Regions from separate parts of the Pan troglodytes genome. Here region 2 is linked to region 1. The links are chromatin contacts, called in public HiChIP or PLAC-seq maps. All regions are on one chromosome and are shown on one strand. Each heading gives the region's core, a stretch centred on a gene start, on an enhancer-like site or on the middle of the called end of the contact. The rest is flanking DNA. Distances are from core to core; before and after follow the strand shown.

What was found. HiChIP or PLAC-seq counts read pairs in DNA pulled down with a chosen protein or histone mark.
Region 2: a contact with region 1 is called in an H3K4me3 HiChIP or PLAC-seq map of stem cell-derived excitatory neurons, with 4 times the contacts expected there. The contact joins the promoter of CD24 here to the promoter of ATG5 in region 1. A contact is called at or near these places in 1 of 7 Hi-C or Micro-C datasets (stem cell-derived neural progenitor cells) and 1 of 1 datasets of contacts at active chromatin or transcription factors (stem cell-derived excitatory neurons).

What each region holds. Positions count from the first base shown.
Region 1 is chr5:118,237,649-118,242,746 of NHGRI_mPanTro3-v2.0_pri, reverse strand. ATG5 (autophagy related 5) reads left to right here and starts at 3,743. Exons shown (of 8, transcript XM_518659.7): 1 at 3,743-4,112.
Region 2 is chr5:118,886,080-118,891,287 of NHGRI_mPanTro3-v2.0_pri, reverse strand. CD24 (CD24 molecule) reads left to right here and starts at 3,619. Exons shown (of 3, transcript XM_024357344.2): 1 at 3,619-3,950; 2 at 4,333-4,509. The coding sequence starts at 4,441.

The sequences.
Region 1 (5,098 bases), core at 2,494-4,993:
TAGAAGCATGGCATAGCCTTAGGGCTCAGAAGTCTTACAAAATATTGGATACTGTTGGATTTTTTGAAGCGCAAGGCAGGGAGAGCAGGGGAAGGAAGCTAGAAGGAAAGAAGAAATTAGCCATAAAAGACCTTGTTTACCATGCTAAGAAATTTGGAATTTGCCTAGAAGGAATCAATAAAAGGTGTTAAACAGAAGAGTGACATTGTTAGAATGCATTTTAGATAACATGCACTGGTTGGATGCTGGGACAGGTAGAGCAGGACTGGAGGCAGGGAGATGGGGGGAAGCTATCCTAATAGTTCGGAAGTGATGAAGGTTAAAGGAAGCATTTTAATAGGATGGGAGAACATTTGAGCATATCTATAGGATGAAGGAAGAAACTAGTAGTAAGGGAAATCTGGGAGATGGGATAATTAGTTGGAGCACAGTCCGAAGAGTTAGAGCTGAAGTATTAATAGAAGAATTAAATTAGGCTTAAATCCTTCCTCTGAAACCAACAGGACAGAGATAAAAGAGAGCAGAATGGGACCTTGGGTCAGGAAGTAATAGCATGATAACAAGTGATGGTTAGAGTTCATGGAGGCAGTCAAGATAACTTACATTTTAGGAAAGTAGATTTAAATAAGTTTAGAATAAAGTTATGATCCCACAGTTTTGAGTCTTGCACTTTGTGAGGTGTGCAAAAATAAAAGCCAGACTTTACAACTACAAACCATTACCATGAAAAGAAAAGAGAGCAATTTATTAACAAAGACTTCTTTGGAGTCTCTCCTTAGAAACAAGAATTTGGGAGGAGTTGTGTACTTGACTTTTGTTGAAAAGAGGACTTTATAAACAAGTTCGCACGAATCAAAGGCTGCCTGAGAGTGCCGAGACCAGCTCGGTCCGGCAGACCCTAACCCAGCGGCGCTAGAGGAATTAAAGACACACACACAGAAATGAGCTGAGAGCCCCGAACAGAGATTTACCCACGTATTTATTAACAGCAAGCCAGTCATTAGCATTGTTTGTATAGATATTAAATTAACTAAAAGTATCCCTTACGGGAAAAGAAGGGATGGGCCGAATTAAAGGAATAGGTTGGGCTAGTTAACTGCATCAGGAGCATGTCCTTAAGGCACAAATCTCTCATGCTATTGTTTGTGGCTTAAGAATGCCTTTAAGCAGTTTTCCGCCCTGGGCAGGCCAGGTGTTCCTTGCCCTCATTCCGGTAAGCCCACAAGCTTCCAGCGTGGGCTTTATGGCCATCGTGAACTTCCAGCGTGGGCTTTATGGCCATCGTGAACACGTCACAGTGCTACAGAGATTTAGTTGATGGCCAGTTTTGGGGCCAGTTTATGGCCAGATTTTGGGGGTCTTGTTCCCAACAGAGAGTCACCCCCAATAAGCTAAAACTTGGAGGAAATGGTAAGGCCAACCAAAAAGAGCTCTTTAAAAGTTATCTTCATAGAAAAAAAATTAAAAATTTGCAGTGCCACTGATTTGGAGAAAAGGCATAATGTTCACAAATGGAAATGACAGAGACGAAACATAAAATTCCCTTTATTTCCAAATTTTTGCTCAAGGAGCATGATCATCATATAGAAACAAGTGTAACAACTATTTAATAGGAACGCTGATAACTGGACCATATCCAGAGGAGAGATACGGCATGTGAAGAATGGCTGAAAGAAATGACAATGTTTATCCCTGAGCGCATTACGGGGCACAAGAGCTACCTTTTCATATTGAAATGCTGTCTTTTAGAAGAAGAGTTAGTTATTTCTGTTGTATGTTGTAGATGGGTGAGGAAGAGAGAAGGACAAGGGGAGAAAGAAAGAAAACAGGGTCAATTTATAAAAATTACAGGAAGTTGAATTTTAAGTCAAATCAAGTAATCACCTTTCACCTATTGGGTTTCTTCATACATAGTTTCCCCCAAAACAATTTTTTTTTTTTTGAGACAAGGTCTCTCTCTGTCACCTAGACTGCAGTGATACAATCATAGCTCACTGCAACCTTGACCTCCTGGGCTCATGTAATCCTCCTTCCTCAACCACTGGAGTAGCTGGGACTGTAGGCGCATGCCACCACGCCCTCCTAATTTTTGTGTTTTTTGTAGAGATGTGGTCTTGCCATGTTGTGCAGGCTGGTCTTGAACTCCTGGGCTCAAGCTATCCTCTTACCTGGGCCTACCAAAGTGCTGGGATTACAGGCATGAGCCACTGTGCCTGGTCCCAACATTTTGTTAGGAAATAATTTTGAACACACAGCAAAGCTGAACAAATTTTACAGTGAATACCCATTTACAATGAACCTAGATTCTACCATCTAGATTCTACCATTATATTTTACCATTATATTCTACCATTATATTTTACTATATTTGGTTAATCACATATTTATCCATCTATACGCCCCTAAATCCATCTTATTTTTTAGATACATTTTAAAGGAAATTTTATATACTTTTGTCTGACACTGGGAAGGCAATGCACCTTAATCCCACAAGCTTTCTTACAGAGGCTAATAGCTGTTTACTGGGGACACTGTAGTGAGGATTTCTGCATTGAATAGGTGAAGAGGACCATAACTGTGGCTTTCAAACTTTTCTGACTGCTACCCTTACTAAGAAATGTATTTCCCATTCCTATCCAGTGTACACCACATACATACTGAAGTAAAAATTTTGGGACACAATATTTACCCTTTACATGTGTGAAGCATGCTGATATTTTCTATTTTATTTCATTTAAAAAGATGCTGGGCATGCTTCCCTAACTTGATTTAGATACCCACTAATGTACTGTAATTTACCATTTGAAAATCATTGTACTTAGTCCAACTCCAAGAAGATTTTTCTTTTTAAAAGAATCCTGTGGCTACTACTAGAATTTTCCTTACGTTCCCAATTATCAAGAACCTGTTTTGAGTCTCAGCACAGTACTTACTTAACATGCATGGCGTTAAGGCACGTGTAATTAAGAGAAAAACCTTAAATGCCTGCTAAGACTTCTGGATAGAGCCAATTCAAAGATTCTTTATTAGTAAGTTTACCAATTATTATTATTATTTTTTTGAGACGGAGTCTCGCTCTTTCGCCCAGGCGGGACTGCAGTGGCCCTATCTTGGCTCACTGCAAGCTCCACCTCCCGGGTTCACGCCATTCTCCTGCCTCAGCCTCTCCAGTAGCTGGGACTACAGAAGCCCGCCACCGCGCCCGGCTAATTTTTTTTGTATTTTTAGTAGAGACGGGGTTTCACCGTGTTAGCCATGATGGTCTCGATCTCCTGACCTCGTGATCCGCCCGCCTCGGCCTTCCAAAGTGCTGGGATTACAGGCGTGAGCCACCGCGCCCGGCCCCAATTATTTTTACAAAGAGTAAGATAAAGATATGTACTCTTGGATGGGTGGGAGGGTTCAGTGCTCATATAGTCTTCTGTTAAATTAGGTTATTAATGCCTGCGGTGGTTCCAACAAAGTAGAGAAGAAGATCAAATGAGAAAATGGATGGGAAAGTACTTTGAAAACTAAAGTTTTATTAATACTGTTGTGTGATGCCAGGAAGAAAGGGATGTTGCGATCAAGCTCTAGGGAGGCAGTGTTTCAGTATTTTAAAAACTGTTTTTGTGGAACTGTTAAGTTAACCTCCCCAAGCCCCAATAACTACGCTTTGACGCAAGATTCTCAGAAGAGGGTAGAAGCTATGAACTTGGAGAGGTTTGGTCCCGAGTTCAAGCGTACTGCCCCGTTGGCGCATGCTCAAGAGCGACTCGGGCCTCCTCGCTGGGTTGGGCAGAACACGGAGGGTGGAGTTCGGACCACGTGGGGTCTCGTGACGTCATCTCCGGGCGCCGAGGGTGACTGGACTTGTGGTGGGCTGCCAGGGCTCCGCAGCGTTGCCGGTTGTATTCGCTGGATACCAGAGGGCGGAAGTGCAGCAGGGTTCAGCTCCGACCTCCGCGCCGGTGCTTTTTGCGGCTGCGCGGGCTTCCTGGAGTCCTGCTACCGCGTCCCCGCAGGACAGTGTGTCAGGCGGGCAGCTTGCCCCGCCGCCCCACCGGAGCGCGGAATCTGGGCGTCCCCACCAGTGCGGGGAGCCGGAAGGAGGAGTCATAGCTTGGAGTAGGGTAGGTGTGTGTGTCCACCTTGTGTGAGGAAATTCCTAGAGGAGGAGGGCTGGGGAGGGGCCAGGTAGGTGTGGTAGGAAGGAGGGGTGAGTAGTTGCCTGGAGGAGCGCCCGCCCGGCCGCGATGGCGGGTGAAGGTGGTTCCTCCGGGCAAGGTGGAGTTGGCGAGACGCCGGCCCGGAGCCCTGGGGCCGGTTGGCGGGTGTGGCCTGCGGGGTCCCTCTTGGGGTACATGTCTGTTGCTTACTAAGGTAGGAAAGCGAGAGTCTAGTCGCAGGCTCTAGAGTTCAGTTCAGGACCTGCATTTTTTGTGGAACACAGTTATTTAAACCTTTATTGCACAGTGCAGTGTGAGTCTGTCCAAACTCGGTGGGTATGTCCTCCAAACAATTTATCTATTTACGATATTCCCTGTCTCAATAACAATATTTAGTGCTACCAAAGACATTTTCTGTTGGCAAGACTCTTTTACATACTTCATTTGTACTTTGGATTATTTAAAAATTATCCTGAACTTGAGGAACCTAGGAAACTATTGGTTCTAGATTTTTCTGAGGGGTGAGGAGGTACAGCCTGTCTTGAGCAATCAGAACCCGGAGACTTACCAGACAGTAGCTGAACTTCCAAAGCCTTCCAGAATTGGCTTGTTAAATTTCTGAGACCTTGAAACTGGATACTTGGCTCTGAACTGAACTATTTGTGATTTCCATAGAGGGAGTTTCTGGTTGAATTTTGAATTTGAAAATAACGATGTTGTGCTCAGGGTAGTAATTGAGAGGTATTTTACACCAGATTTAAGCCTGTGCTTTTATCTTCAAAGATATGCTACTTAAAATTGGGGGAAAGTGTACAGAATGGAACTGTATGGATATGGATTTTTAGAATAGTGCACACACCTCAAGTGTGTATTTATTTCATTAATTTCCCCCAAACTGAGTACCTCCTATGTGTTAGGCACTGGACAAAACAGTAAACAAAATAGTAAAC
Region 2 (5,208 bases), core at 2,370-4,869, 650 kb before region 1:
CTCCATCTCAAAAAAAAAAAGAGTATTATGAACACAACTAAGAATTGCATCATGTTGTAGAACAGAATTTATATTAAATATTTGATTATTCCAGCCACTATTTGTGCTATAAAGCACAGATGGAACACCTTTATTGGATTCACATTATATTTCATACCTATTTTGCCAAAAGTGCTAAAAATGTCAAATAATTAACCCCTGTGTCTTCTGTTCCTCTAGAAACAGGATTTATTATTTTATCTTAAAAAGCAAATTAACCTGTTTCCTTAATATTAGTCCATTCAACTAGCAAATACTGATTGCATGCCAGGTGCAGTGGATATTGGGTAGGCAAGACATAGTCTCTCGGGAGGCTAAGACAGGAGAATGGCTTGAACCAGGGAGGTGAAGGTTGCAATGAGCCACTGCACTCCGTCCTGAGTGACGGAGTGAGGCCCTGTCTACAAAAAAAAAAAAAGAGAGAGAAAGTGGTGGTGCAGGATTCAAATCCATATTTGACCCCAGAATCCACTATGTGCTATGCCAGTCTGGTCTCAGGTCTGCCCTTAGAAATTGTAGGCATTGTCCGGGCACGGTGGCTCATGCATGCAATCCCAGCACTTTGGGAGACTGAGGCGGGCAGATCACCTGAGGCCAGGAGTTCGAGACCAGCCTGGTCAACATGGTGAAACCCTGTCTCTACTAAAAAAATATAAAAATTAGCCAGGCATGGTGGCAGGCACCTGTAATCCCAGCTACTTGGGAGGCTGAGGCAGGAGAATCGCTTGAACCTGGGAGGCAGAGGTTGCAGTGAGCCGAGATCGTGCCATTGCACTCCAGCCTGGGAAACAAGAGCAAGACTTCGTCTCCAAAAAAAAAAAAAAAAGAAAAGAAATTGTAAGCATTGCTCCTCCCTCAGTATTCTCAGAAGAGAACCAGCATCAAATGAGGGAGTTTTTCATACTATCTCATGAAAGCTATGAAAACTGAAAGTTATAACTTTCCACACATACATCAATTTATGCAATCAATCTGTTTCAAAATCATTCTATACCACACTTTCTCTATAAAATGGAAATTGGCCATGTGTCTCAACAAAAAGTTCAGGATAACTGGTAAGAGTCTCAATTTGTTAGTGGCGTGAGTTATTATTGGCTAAGGTTTTTTTTTTTTTTTTTTGAGACAGAGTCTTGCTCTGTCATCCAGGCTGGAGTGCAGTGGCATGATCTTGGGTCACTGCAACCTCCGCCTCCTGGGTTCAAGCGATTCTCCTGCCTCAGCCTCCCGAGTAGCTGGGACTACAGGCGTGTGCCACCATGCCCAGGTAATTTTTTGTATTTTTAGTAGAGATGGGGTTTCATCATGTTAGCCAGGATGGTCTCGATCTCCTGATCATGTGATCTGCCTGCCTCGGCCTCCCAAAGTGCTGGGATTATAGGCATGAGCCACTGCACCCAGCCGTGGCTCAGGTTTTATTAGCAAACAAACTATGAAAAACCAGGAGAAGTGGATAAAGAATAGGAAGAAAGAATCACAAACCAAAAGAACTGCAAAGGAAAAATCAGGCAGTTTTCTTGAGTTTCTAGCTGTACAGGAAAAGGGTAGGGTGGAGACCTGTAAAGAGAAGTATCTTACCTGTGTTGGGCCTCCAGTTGTCAAAGTCCTGGGCAACACCCCCGGTAGGATGCCCAGGGGGAACTCCTGGGCAGAGGTGAAGGGCTTTGCTATGTGAATTATCCAGTCTCATTAGCTGGTGATGAAATGGTTCACAAAGCACAGATTCTGAGTGCCTTGCCAGTTTTGGGAATTATTTGGAGACTGATATTCTTTCACGTATCACACAGTGGCAGAGAAGGTAATTACCTTCTGGTTGCTGGCACCTTCAGTGGAAGAGCAAATAAGTGAGAGCTGCTACTCTGAGGCAGGCAGTATTCTAACACTTATATATACAATAACTCTTTAATAACTAATTAGTAATGATGTTATTATCTCCATTTTATAGATGAAGGAACTGAGGCTTTTTGTCTCCAGCAAAATTAGCAGAGCCACGGTTTGAACTCTGGCAGTCTGTCTTTAGAGGCTGTCTTATCCTAGGAATACCACCAGTTAGTTCAACAAGCAGCTTGTGGAGGACATAGTATGTTCCTTGCCTTGGAACCCGGCACTCCTGAGTCACAAACAGTCCATTTTTTTCACCCGGAAAAGGAATGGAGAAGCTGGGCCAGACTATTTCTTTTTTCTTTTTTTTTGAGACAGAGTTTTGCTCTTGTTGCCCAGGCTGGAATGCAATGGCCTGATCTCTGCTCACTGCAACCTCCACCTCTCAGGTTCAAGCTATTCTCCTGCCTCAGCCTCCCAAGTAGCTGGGATTACAGGTATGAGCAACCATGCATGGCTAATTTTGGATTTTTAGTAGAGACTAGATTTTAGGTTTCACCATGTTGGTCAGGTTGGTCTGGAACTCCTGACCTCAGGTGATCAGCCCTCCTCAGCCTCCTAAAGTGCTGGGATTACAGGTGTGAGCCACCACGCCCGGCCAAAGTATTTCTATATAATGTGGTACGGTACACTGTTAAACAGGAAAGTCCACTGGTGCTCGACAGAAATTCTTGTGTTCCCAAGCACATCTTAAACGTGCTTGGAAAATTACTGAGCTAAAGTGACTGACCTTGAAGGCACAAACCGATTCAGTCACTATTCAGTCAACAGACCTACTGCAGATTTCATTGTCACTTTGCTTCCCTGAAACTTACTTTGTTTTAATGAGACTGCCACGCAAAAGTGAAATTTAAACAAATTTAGAATCTTACTACTCTGTGGTTTACTTTAAAGACCGAAAAATGCTTGGGCTAAACCTTAAATAAAAGTATTAAGTCTTGCAATTAAAAATTGAACCAAAAGTACTAACGAGAGTGTTCTGCAAAACTGAAATTTAAACAAATTTACAACCATACTAGGTTTGGTCTCTGCTGTTTGCTTTAAAGACTGAAAAACACTTGGGCTAAACCTTCAATAAAAAGATTAAGTCTTGCAATTAAAATTTAAACTCAAAATACTCCACCAGTAAAATTACTTCAACTTTTGTTGTATGCTTGAAAGTTTTCACAATAAGATGGATAGGAAAGAAGTATTCCACCAAAATCTAAAGAGTGATGACGAATCTCCTCTTTGTGCCGGTTCATTAAATTGCCTAATGGCAACTACGGATAAGTAAATGCCTTTATCTCGAACGGTTCTGCTCTTTAAACGAATGACGGGCAACAGAGACCGAAAAAGTGTATCCCCAGGAATTCGAGAGGGACGGTGAATTGTAGTGGGACCGCCAGGAGGGGAGGTTCCTGCCCCCGAGTAGAACCTGGGAGCAGAGCCGCTCGGGGAGGGCGGTGGGGGCTTCAGGGCCGCGGAGGGGGTCCCCTCAGGGTGGGCCGTCTCCTCCTCGCCCGCCGCAGGCAGGAGCGCGGGGGACCGAAACCCTGTAGTTTGCAGCGTCAGGCAGCGGGTCCGCGCCCAGCGAGCGGCTCCCCAGCTCCTGGGAGGATGCGGACCCGGGACGCCCCCGTGAGCTCACGGCGCCTGGCTGACACGAGGCGCTCACAGAACAAAGCAAGGGCTTCGGGGAGGGCGCGGCCGCGGGGCCGAGCGCGCAGATCGCTCCGGACCCGGACACCGCCTGCGAGGAGCGCCGACCAGGCGGGAAGGGTTCGCGCTAGGCGGCGCCCGGGTCCCGTCGGCCAGAGTGAGCGTCCGGCCCGCGTCCGCGCCACGCCCGCCGCGTTCGCCTTTCCTCTGCGGCGGGCCGAGAGATAACCCTGCCCGAGGGGTCCCGGCGCCCGCCCCCCACGCGGTCGCACTGGAATTCGCGGCCCCTCTCGGGTCCCCGGGGCGCATTTTGCAGTCTGGGTGGCAACGCACTTGCTCCAGGACCGGCGGCTACCCCGCCGCAGCGGAGGCGCGGACTTTTCTTTTGGGGGGTAAGATGGCAGGTCCCGGGAAACAAAGGAAACTTGGGCCCGGCCCCCAGCGCGGCGTGTGTGGCTCGCGTGTGTGCCCCGGGTCCTGTGTAGGAGTCGCTGGGCGCCTGTGCCAGCCTGCCCGCAGCCCGCAGCCGGCGCGGGGATACCAGCCGGGTACCAGCAGCCGGCGGCGCCCGCCCACCTGCAGCGGCGCCCGCCCGGGGGGCTCCCGGCCCGCGAGGGCCGGAGCGGCGGTGGCGGTGGCGGCGGCGGCGGCGGGGGCGCTGGGGAACCCGGAGCGGGGCGGGGAAGGCGGGGAGGCGGCGGGCGGCGGCGGAGGGGAGCCGGGGTGGGCGGGCGGCGCCACGTCACGGCTATTGTGGCTTTCCTGGTATATAAGGTCTCGCCGGCTCGCCGCGCTCCCCACCTTGCCTGCGCCCGCCCGGAGCCAGCGGTTCTCCAAGCACCCAGCATCCTGCTAGACGCGCCGCGCACCGACGGAGGGGACATGGGCAGAGCAATGGTGGCCAGGCTCGGGCTGGGGCTGCTGCTGCTGGCACTGCTCCTACCCACGCAGGTGAGGCCCTGGCGCCCGGCGGGGCTCGAGGGCCGTTCCCGGGGTGGGGGCAGGGGAGATGGACCCGGTCCCGGGGGACCGTCCTGCGCTTCTACCTCGGGCCACGGACAGGGACCGGGAGAGAATCTTGCTTAGCTGACCAGGGGAGAGGGCCATGTGGACCCCATTTTTCCATTCCCTTGCGTGCTTCCCCCTCCCCTCCCACGGCCCTGGGAACAATGCAGCTCCGCGTGCGGGCTGAGAGGACCCTGCCCCACCCCAGGTTCCACGCTGTCCCTTCCCAGGCAGCCAGGTGCCTACTTCCCACTTTCACCCAGAGGCCCGAGGTGCCTGCAGGGATTAGCGCCTGGAGAGCTCGGGCTCCCTGGGGACGTTGTCCCTGGGTCCCTGAGGACCCGCTTCCCCCTAGGAGGGTCTTCGCGCTCCCCGCGCTCTACACAAAGAGATGCGACGGTCCCTTTCGGGGAGGGCGGCTCACGCCCATCCTCCACCCTCGGAGTTGGATTGGGTATCCCGGAGAAGCTACGGCTATCTGGCCCTTTTTAAACAAACCCCGGTTCCGGGCTGAAGCCGAGGCGGGGACCCTCTCCTGACGCTGCGCTCTCTGCGATGCAACCTTTCACGTCCATCGCTTGTCATCTTAGGATCCCCATGTTATTTTAGCCCAGATTGGCTAGTTCTGGGGAGGCAGCATGGTGG